Linked DNA regions of Sus scrofa: region 1 is linked to region 2. Evidence: chromatin contacts called from public HiChIP or PLAC-seq data. All regions are on one chromosome and are shown on one strand. The core of a region is the stretch at or near the end of the contact, and the rest is flanking DNA. Distances in the headings are between cores, read along the strand shown. Region 1 holds the start of NAA20 (N-alpha-acetyltransferase 20). Region 2 holds the start of RIN2 (ras and Rab interactor 2).

Region 1 (4,716 bases), core at 630-3,129, 130 kb after region 2:
GAGCTGCGTCTGCGACCTACACCACAGCTCACGGCAACGCCGGATCCTTAACCCACTTAGCAAGGCCAGGGATCAAACCCGAAACCTCATGGTTCCTAGTCGGATTCGTTAACCACTGAGCCACAACGGGAACTCCTGATTTTTGTTTTGTTTTTGTAAATTTCTGTGTTAAACTGCTGAAATTGTCAAAGATGCACTAGGTTTAAAACATATGCACTGTTAAGAATGTTTTATTTCTAATCTCACTTCTAATACAAAAACTTAGTCACCCATAAAAGGGAAAACAAAACTCATGCTGGACTTACTCTTCTCCCCCAGAAACTTTAAACACCGGAAGACAAAAGAATAATGATGTTTACAAAGTTCGGGGGTGGGAGGATATGAGATCCATGAATATCCAGCCAATATTCTAACTCGACATCTCTCACAGACTAAGGAGCTCTGAAGACAGAGCATCAGCCCCATGGGGCCCCTGGAAAACAAAGCAAAGGAAAGCAGAAAACAAACAAACAAAAAAACACTGTAATGAAATCCAACCAACCCATAAATGAATCAAAACAAAGGGAATGAGAAAATTGTAATAAAAAAGTGGCAGCAAGTATTACATCCCTTGAATTACAGACTTAACTGGAGGATGCATATTTGTAACACAGATGTATATATAAATTCTAAAAAAGTCACAATAATACAAGAAACATAATCAAGAGAGGAAGACAGAGGAGACAAAGAGCATTATATCTTTAAATTACAAAGAGACAACAGTGCCCTAAATGGAAAATTCTAATAAAAAATATGACTTCAACCTCAACGATTTTGATTAAGATGTTGAAAACGTGGAGTTCCCGTCGTAGCTCAGTGGTTAGCAAACCCGACTAGAATCCATGAGGACCTGGGTTCTATCCCTGGCCTCGCTCGGTGGGTGGGTCTAGGATCCAGTGTTGCCGTGAGTTGTGGTGTAGGTTCAAGATACGGCTCGGATCCGGAGTTGTTGTGGCGTAGACTGGCGGCTACAGTTCCGATTGGACCCCTAGTCTGGGCACCTTCATGTGCCACGGGAGCAGCCCCCAAAAGACAAAAAGACAACAACAACAAAAAAGTTGAAAACGTATTTACCATATATGATGTGAGGTTTTATATGTGTGTGTGTGTGATCTTTTTTTTCTTTCTTTCTTTTTTTTTGCCTTTTCAGGGCCACACCCGCGGCATCCGGAGGTTCCCAAGCTAGGGGTCTAATCTGAGCTACAGCTGCCGGTCTACACCACAACCGCAGCAGCGCCTGATCCAAGCCGCGTCTGCGACCTACACCACAGCTCAAGGCACTGCCGGATCCTGAACCCACTGAGCGAGACCAGGGATCTAACCGGCAACCTCATGGTTCCTAGTCAGATTCGTTTCTGCTGCGCCACGACTGGAACTCCTGGTATCCTTATTTCTCTGATGCTCTGTAATCTATTCAGTTTTGATCCTGCCAGCTACATCCATCCCGGTTAACTCTGTAAACTGCAGAAAATGGGTAGTAATAAAAATGATTCTTGACCACTGAAACGCACATGCATCGTGCGTGTCCAGGAGGAGATGCACTGGATTGCTGCTTTGTGTACACCGACTTACATCTACTTGTAAATACGTTTCAGCATTCCCGATGGCCTTGTGCAGTTTAGATTCCTCTTTGGACTCACTGTCTAATCTTACCGCTTTGGTTTCCTAACTCCAGAGTCTCTGCTCCTTCCTGGGGGATCCCCCTGCCCGCTTCCCCAGTCACTCCCAACGAGCGGTTGTGAAGTTCTGAAAAAGACCCGGAGACTCCCCAGGAGTTCCCGACTCTGGCCACCAGAGGGAGCTGCGTCGCCTCCACCGTTGCTGAGCAACTCTTGGCCCGGAAGCAGTTCTGCGCTCCGCCCCGCGGCGGCCGCGCGCGGAACGACTTCCGGCGGGGAGTGCGCGGGGTCGCGGAGGGCCGGCTCCTGCGGCTGCGACGGGATGACCACTCTCCGGGCTTTCACGTGCGACGACCTGTTCCGCTTCAACAATATGTGAGTGGCCGCGCTCCCTGACCATGGCCATGCTGCCGCCGTTGCGTCCCCGGGGCCGCGGGGTCGGGGTAGGGAGGAGGCCGGGCCGAACGGACGTGCTGACGCCCCGCTGACCTTGGCCGGGCGCGGACGTCCCACAGCAGCCCAACGCGTGCAGTCCCGGCGCCTCACGGGGCCGTCGGGCAGGGGGCGCGGACCGGTCCCGCGTCTCCGGTCGGCGTCCTCTCGGTGCCGGGGACCCGCGCGGTGCCGCCCAGCTTGGAGGAGGAGGTCCACTTGTGTTCTTGCGGAGTGGCAGTTTCGTGCGTTTCGTTACTGTCGCTGCGCTTCCTGCGGGGGAGTCGGGGGCGGCAAGGCCCACGGTGCGCACTTCCTTGCGTCCGACTTAAGTCGGGGTGTGGGACTTGTACATGCCTTTTTTTTCCCAAACGTTTTATTATGAAAATTTCTGAACACTTAAGAAGTTGACTGTAGACTCATAAGCCGACTCTATCGTTTACAGTGCTACACTGGCGTCATCCATCCATCCACGCATCCACCAATCCCACATCCACTTTAAAGATACTCTGGTAGTCACGTGAAAACTAAGGACCAAGTAGTTCAGATTCAAGTGTCAGGAGCATGGAAAGAACTCGAGACGAGGTAGCTAGAAACATTCAAAAAGTAGCTGAGCCTTGGAAGGTGTGTAAGTGTTGATGGTGGTGAGGAGGGAGGTTTTGGAGAAGGACGCAGGTGTGGAGGTGAGAGCCTCAGGAATGGCCAACACCTCTCAGGTGAGGGACTGTAGTAGCCGGTTCTGTAATTCGGAGGTCAGAGAAACTGGTGAGACTGGTCTGCCCCATTGTTGGGGATTTTCTCCGGGGCCTCTCCCAGTCGGAGGAGCGTAACTGAGGCTGTGTTGAGGTCTCGCTGTGTGTGGATGCGCTTCTTATCCCATCTGGTGTGAATTAACTAAAGTACTGAGTGTGAATTGCCCCTGGTGGGAGAGCCTTCCTGCCGGCAGGAAGCAAGGAGTCAAATTTAAGGACATTTGACTCCAGGGCTGTGCTGCTTAGCGAGGTCCCTGACCACCGGGGAACTTTTTGGAAATGCACATTCTTAGTTGTGTGAAGAGCACCGCTCTGGAGCCTGAGCTCCCCACCACAAGCTGTGAGGAGCGGGAGGCGGTGTGAGGAGTGAGAGGCAGTAAGAGGAGGCATACTAGCAGGTAAGCCTTTTAAGACGCTTTGGTAATGGTGGCTTGACAGAGGCTTGGGTTTGGGAAGTGCAGGCCTGGGAGGTGCCAGTTGCCTGGAAGTTTCAGGAGTAGAGGCAAAGCTTCTGGGAGAATCAGTCCTAACTGAAGACCTAAGAAGGGCCAGTGCTTATATATGAAAAGGAATAGAGTAGAAAGAAAATATGCAGGATCATTTATTTATAACAAAATATCTGATTTCAGAGAATCACCTAGCTCATTAAGGGCTCTTCAGAATATGCCAATAGGGAGACTCCTTGTCCTCCTCATTTTCTCCTAATTCTCACTTTAGTGCACTTCTATCAAGAACTCCTTGGATCACTCAGGGTGTGAAAGAAGCAATGGATGTGGAAACATTGCAGTTAATTTAACAAATGTTGTATTCTTGGAAAAATATCTTATGCCTGCTGTGCACCAGTGCTGAAGACATAGCAGTGAACAGAACAGGGGAAAAAAATTATCTTTCTGGAGTTTACCTTTTAGAGGGGAAAACAAGGTGAGAAAATACAGCATGTAGAACTTAGTGCTCAGTACAAAGGGAAAAATGAGAGCAGGAAAGGGAGATAGGAAGTGAATGGGGATTTGACTTCTGGTAAGGTGTTCAGGGAAGGGGTCACTGCGGAAAGACCATTGGGGGAGAGAGGAGCAGAGGGATGGGTACTTCGAGGCAGAGGGCATAGCTAGTGCACAGACTGCTGTTTCAGACAGGAGGCTGCGGCGGGTGGCCAGTGTGGCTGCAGGGGTGAGTGTGGGGGTGTGAGGTCACGAGGTTGGATCAAAGGGCTGGACCTTGAAGAGACCAGCATAGGACATGGGCCTCTGCCAAGTGCACTTGGTACCAGGTGGAGAAGTCAGGTGGGCATCTGGGCAGGAGAGTCTCATGTTTAGTTCTGTGCTAAAGATAGAAATTTGGGGGCCAACACTACGTAGATGGTATTAAAACCAGGCGGCTAGGGGACATCAGTAATGGAATGAATGTGGGTAGGAAAAAAAGGCTCCAGGTTGGCGCTCCAGGGCATCATGTGTTAAAGGAGCTGAGGCCCAGTGAGGTGGGGCCGAGCTGGGGCAGCATTTCAGGAGCATGCAGCTGTGAGCCATAGTGGGTGGCCAAGCATGCAGCACACGTGTACATGTCTTTCTGGGAGCAGGGCTATGGGACCTGCCCACCAGTGCCCCAGTCCTAGTACAGGAGAGCACATGGAGGGTGGGTACAGATGCTTCAGGTGGGTGGGTTGGGGTGGGATCTTGGTGAAGCTTTCTTCCTACTGTTGTTGTCTTACTGAAACAGGGAGCAGCTGAGATGGAAATAGGGGGACGTTAAGGGCGAACTGGGAGGCCTGGGAAGGTGATTCACATCCCACGTTGTGTTGTATTAGATCCGTGATTCTCCAAGTGTGCACCAGGGCTCCTCAGGATTGTTCTGGGGGTTCTGCAAGGTCAGAGCCATTT
Region 2 (5,392 bases), core at 491-2,990:
AAATTAGTTTCTCTTTTCAATGAACAGTTGTCACGATCTTAAAAATGTTTTGGGAGTTCCCGTCGTGGCGCAGTGGTTAATGAATCCGACTAGGAACCATGAGGTTGCGGGTTCGATCCCTGGCCTTGCTCAGTGGGTTAACGATCCGGCGTTGCCGTGAGCTGTGGTGTAGGTTGCAGACGCGGCTCGGATCCTGCGTTGCTGTGGCTCTGGCGTAGGCGGGTGGCTACAGCTCCGATTCAACCCCTAGCCTGGGAACCTCCATATGCCGCGGGAGCGGCCCAAGAAATAGCAACAATAACAACAACAACAACAAAAAAGACAAAAGACAAAAAAAAAAAAAATGTTTTGAAAAGTTCATCTGATGACTGAGAGCAAATCAATGCTGGTCAGTGGTACAAGATGCTCAGAGGGAAAAAAAAAAAAATTAAATTCACTCAAATCGTCAAGCCAGAGGCTGGAGTAGAGCTTTTCTGTCCAATTTGTACAATCCGTGGTAATACCAAGATAATTATGGAAATATTCAGAGATCTTTCCTGGATCCAGACACAGAACCGCCCCACTGGCTTATACCTCTTTGTAAAGACGAAAACCACTTAAAAGAGAGGACCTGCTGTTATTGGAGCCACTCAGGGAACCAGGAGAAAAGGTGACACATTTCTCAGGACTGGCCTCAACCCGACAGGTCCCCAGGGGTGAGTCACTTTTTCCGACTTCAGTGAGTTTGACTGTGAAATGATTGGAGTAGTGAGATCTTGTTTACCAAAGGACTGAGGCTACTTTGCCTCGCTTCATTCAACTGCTGGGAAAGAAGAAAGAAGGGGGTGATGAGAAAGCTGCTGTGGCCGACGTTCGCAGCAGCAGGTGATAAGAATCCACGACTTGCAGAAGCCGAGTTTGTTTTAAAGCAGACTAGTGAGTGGTGGGTGCCTGTGTGTACCTGCTTCTGCTTTGTGGCTTTGCTCTTGTGACCAGAAGTGGGTGCACTAGGAAGCGTCTAGGCTGACTCAGTAAGTCCAAGACGGGTAGGGAGGGGAGGAGGTCCCTCTCGGGGGAGAGACTACCTTGCCCAGATCTGGCCCCTGGCCAGTTAGAGCAAAAGCTGGTGTTTTGCCAGAGACTTAGCTCCGTGGATCAGTGAACTGGAAATCGGGCCCCGGGTGTCCCAGCCTCCATCGGCCAGCCTGCAGCCAAGGTCCAGGTGGGGGTGTCCCAGCGTCCGTCCTCAGCTGCTCCTGATGGAATGCACTGGAAAGCCAACCTGGAGCCCAGCCAGATGACTCTGCATTCTGGATGCTGAAATTCCAGGATGGACTTCACTTCCTTGGGTCACTCTTGGGGCCACATAGAAGCCACAGTGAGGCTTTCTCCAAAGTGGCCGAGTCGGGTGTCCAGGGAGAGAGGAATACTCACTTCCTGCCTTTGTCCTTTCGCTGGACTGCAGCAACTAGCTTCGTTTACATTCTTTCAGTGGTGTTATTGAAAAGGCTTGGCAGCTCCAAAGTGTTTGCAGTGTCCTTTAGTCCCATTAGGGCTTTCTCTCTCTCTCTCTCTGTCTCTCAATGTCTCTCTCCCCCTCTCTCCCTCCCTCCCTCTCTCTCATTCTCTCTGCTAGCTTTTAGCTAGCATCTGGAAAGATCCACTGGACGTGCTGGGCTCCTTGTTGGGGAATCCACTCTACCTTTCAAGAAAACCAGGAAAGGCACACGCTTCCACCGTTTAAGTCTGGAGGAATTTTACAGCCTCTCCAACTACGGTACCTTTTCTGTTTCTTAGTCTAGCCTGTTACTGGGATGGTTTCAGGATGAAACTGCTGGCGTAACCCCTGAAGGGTGAAGGGGTGGGAACCACCAATGGAAAAAAAAAGTCTCCTTTCAAATTGTATAAAATTTCTGCCCATGTTGAGTTAAGGTGTTAGAGGCTATGGTTTGGGAAGGAAACTAGTGCTGCTACAACAGGAAAGACCCGAAACCCAGACTTCTTCAGGGGCCCTTAAGAACTTCATTTTTAAAAATTTGAATGCTGTGTGATGTGCCATCCATTTGGATTTCATCCCGTGGGAAGGACCCGCCATGGCCCCTGGCAGCCTGCTCTTGTCACCTGCTCTCAGCTCCATCGTGGAGCGGCCTTTTCAAGAAGCAGAGATGCAGCGTGGTATCTTCTGGAAGAAAAGTGATGGACCTGCCCGCCCCACACGGAATCCACACTGGATGTTTCCTTGAGGACCCCTTAAGGTGGAAGTGTGCACGTGCATTCTTCAGGCAGCTAATTAAACATCAGCTCCTGGGATCCAGACTGCTCTGTGGTTATAGGCAAAATTCTCTGCTTGCCATGGCTCATCTGAAAGGGTTTGTACATGGAAAAGTTCCGAACAGAACAAAGAGACTTGGGTCTGGATGAGGAATAAAGTCTTGGCTCTCGCCGAGCCTTTCTGTAACTGCTATGCGATGTCAAATTCCTTGCCGAGAAAAAGCGTCTGGAAGAAAAAGAATTACAGGCATTAGGCTCAGTTTCAAGGAGGGATTTGCGTGTGTGTGTGTGTGTGTGTGTGTGTCTGGATTGAAACAGTTAATCATTTGCTTCCCAAGGTTACAGTGTGGCTGTGGTTGTGTTCCTTGTTCCGCACAGAGCACTGTGTTTCCTTCTGGAGTCGCTCCAGCCCGTGGACTTTGCTCATAAGTGATGGGCTTCAGAGGGCTCGGAGCTGGGGCGCTGTACAGCCCGAGAGCGTGACTCTCAGAGTCAGCAGGATCACAGTGGAGAGCTCACCGTTCGGAATGTTGACCTTCATCCCAGCAGGATTGCAAGTGGAAAGAGTCACAGGGGAGACACTGCGGAAACTTTAAAGGGACCAAGCCTCGGAGAAATGACCGAAATAGGTGACAGCTCCAGAAGGAGGGGTGGGTGTGTGCTGCCTGCTCCTTTTCTTAGCTGACATTCCATGGTCAGCGGAACCCCACCGTAAACATAAACAGAGAGGCAGTCATGGACTGAAACGTGCCTCGCTCCAAAGATCATTGCTTCCTAATGTATGCAGTTCTCTGCCAAATAATTGTGCTTCACCACTTGCTGAGATGTCCCTTGGTGCCCCTGCCTCTCTGTCCCCAGCTAATAATGAGACAGCCTCAGCAAATGGGCAGAAACTCCTGTGATTTGGGTGCCTTCCCACCCCACCCCTGCAGCTGAACCCCTTTTAACATCCACAGATATGTTTTCATTTAACTTCTTTTGTTGTCCTTCCACTGGGCGCTGGTTGTGCTTAGGATCAGCTACCTCTTGTGCCTGTTATGTGCGCTGGAAGGCGGCTTTGTAATTGTGCCTGGTCCTGGAAGCTGGTCCAGGAATGCTCGCCTGGGCATCCTCAGTACACGCTGGCTGAGGCGAGGCCAGCAGCCTGGGGGCGTGCGCGTGTGTGTGCTTGTGCGTGCGCACTCAATTGCGTGTGTGTGTGTGTGTGTGTGTGTGTGTGTGTGTGTGTGTGTTTTATTTAGAGGTGGACTTGGAAGGCGTTATAGCCGAGAGAAGATTATTGGATTATGATGCTCCAGTGAGGGCAATTCCAAGCTCAAATAGCCACAGTTATGATTCAGGATCAATCACGCCCTGAAATTCCCCTCTGCGTTCCAAAGTCCGCCTCCCACCCCCTGCGTCTTGCATTATCCTGGAGCTGCTTACGTGCTCTTTCTTACCCAAACTGATCTCTGTAAACAGGGACCCAGGATTTCAGCCCCATCTTTGGTTTCTCAGGAGAAAATAGAGGGGTTTCTTCCCAGTGCCCTCGTGTTGACCTTGCCTGGGGGGAGAGGGGCAGCAGAGCTAAGGATGACCTCACCCCATTCCTGCAGGATTTCCTGAGACATGGAAGGGCTCATTCTTCCGCTGTCCTTCCGTGATCAGCCTCCATGAGCCTCGGAGCAGATTATGGTGACATCTGATATTGTCCCTTTAGGACTTGAGCGTGAGGTCAAGCAAACCCACAAAGCAATCATTATGCTTTCCGCCCGTTCCAGAGAGCTTCTGCGTCAGCTGGAGGCACGGGAGGTGGGCCAGTGAGGTGGGGCACAGTCTAGGAACTGTGCTGTCTGAGGCAGGAAATCAGCCTGAAAAGAGATGGAAGGGCTTTGGTGGGAAAGAAAATGGCACTCTGTTGTTGATGGAAAAAGATCTTGGCAGGGCTGTTGTTGTGCGTGTTCTGTGGCTTAGAAAGGAGTTTCCTGCAGGCTGGACTAACCATTAAAAATATCTCTACCTCAGGAGTCCCAGACGTGCAGTGGAGCCTTGCCGGGGGAAATGTCAGCTTGGACCATGGGTGCCCGCGGTCTGGACAAGCGAGGAAGTTTCTTTAAGGTAAAAGGCGGCCCTGATTGGGGTGGGGTTGCTAATCGGCGGGGGGCGGCGGGGGGGCCTTCCTCTCTGAGCCAGCTTTGGCCTGCAGCCTGCCTGAGCGGCTTCGAGCAACTCCCAGGTTTTACAGTAGCAACGGGCTTCTGTGAGTCAGTGCTTCCAGAAGGGGCTAGGACCCCAGGCTTGGGGAGTTGCCTGTGTGAGACAGTTGAGGCAGCCTTTCTTTGTCAGCTGCTCACCTGGTCCTTTTTCAGCTGGATGTTTCTTGATGGGAGCTGGACTTGGCATTCAAGTGACTCAGGGCGGCTTATGTGATTTACACTTTGCTTGATTCTGTGAATCACTTAAATGCTCACTTAAAAAAAGAGAACCACACACAGATGCCTGGGCCTTACTCTAGATGGGCTGGTTTTTTGGTTTTTGGGTTTGGTTTTGGTTTTCTGCTGGTATGTTTTATCAAACACCTCAGAGGCTAGAGAGAGCCAAGGCAGCATTATTAAACTGTACCACTTTTCGGAGTTCCCGTTGTGGCTCAGTGGGTAACGAATCCGACTAGGAACCATGAGGTTGCGTGTTTGATCCCTGGCCTTGCTCAGTGGGTTAAGGATCCGGTGTTGCCGTGAGCTATGGTGTAGGTTGCAGATGAGGCTAGGATCCAGGATCCAGTGTTGCTGTGGCTGTGGTGTAGGCCGGCACCTACAGCTCCGATTCGACCCCTAGCCTGGGAACCTCCATGTGCCGAAGGAGCAGCCCAAGAAATGGCAAAAAGACAAATAATAATAATAATAATAATAAAATAAAACTGTATCACTTTTCTACTCGCCTGCTGGTGTCACGGGGGTACTGTGCTAGCTTAATGAGATAAGATTCTCAATGCGTGTTTTCTGTACTCTATGTGTGTGTGTTTTAAATTAAGACCGGGAAATCATTTCTAATGCACACTTGGGAATTCGTTTTCTTCTTTTGGCCTTTGCCTTATGTTCTTTCACCCTCCCAACAACGCATCCTCTTTATAGAAAATTTGGAAATCACAGAATCGTGTAAAAGA

What was found. HiChIP or PLAC-seq counts read pairs in DNA pulled down with a chosen protein or histone mark.
Region 1: an H3K27ac HiChIP or PLAC-seq map of skeletal muscle shows a contact between it and region 2. The contact joins the promoter of NAA20 here to the promoter of RIN2 in region 2. A contact is called at or near these places in 6 of 47 Hi-C or Micro-C datasets (embryonic fibroblasts, liver, psoas muscle and 1 more) and 2 of 2 datasets of contacts at active chromatin or transcription factors (alveolar macrophages and skeletal muscle).

Annotation. Positions count from the first base shown.
Region 1 is chr17:28,068,273-28,072,988 of Sscrofa11.1, forward strand. It overlaps NAA20 (N-alpha-acetyltransferase 20), which reads left to right and starts at 1,880. Exons shown (of 7, transcript XM_021077417.1): 1 at 1,880-2,033. The coding sequence starts at 1,981.
Region 2 is chr17:27,939,593-27,944,984 of Sscrofa11.1, forward strand. RIN2 (ras and Rab interactor 2) reads left to right here and starts at 1,741. Exons shown (of 13, transcript XM_021077420.1): 1 at 1,741-1,756; 2 at 4,255-4,347. The coding sequence starts at 4,291.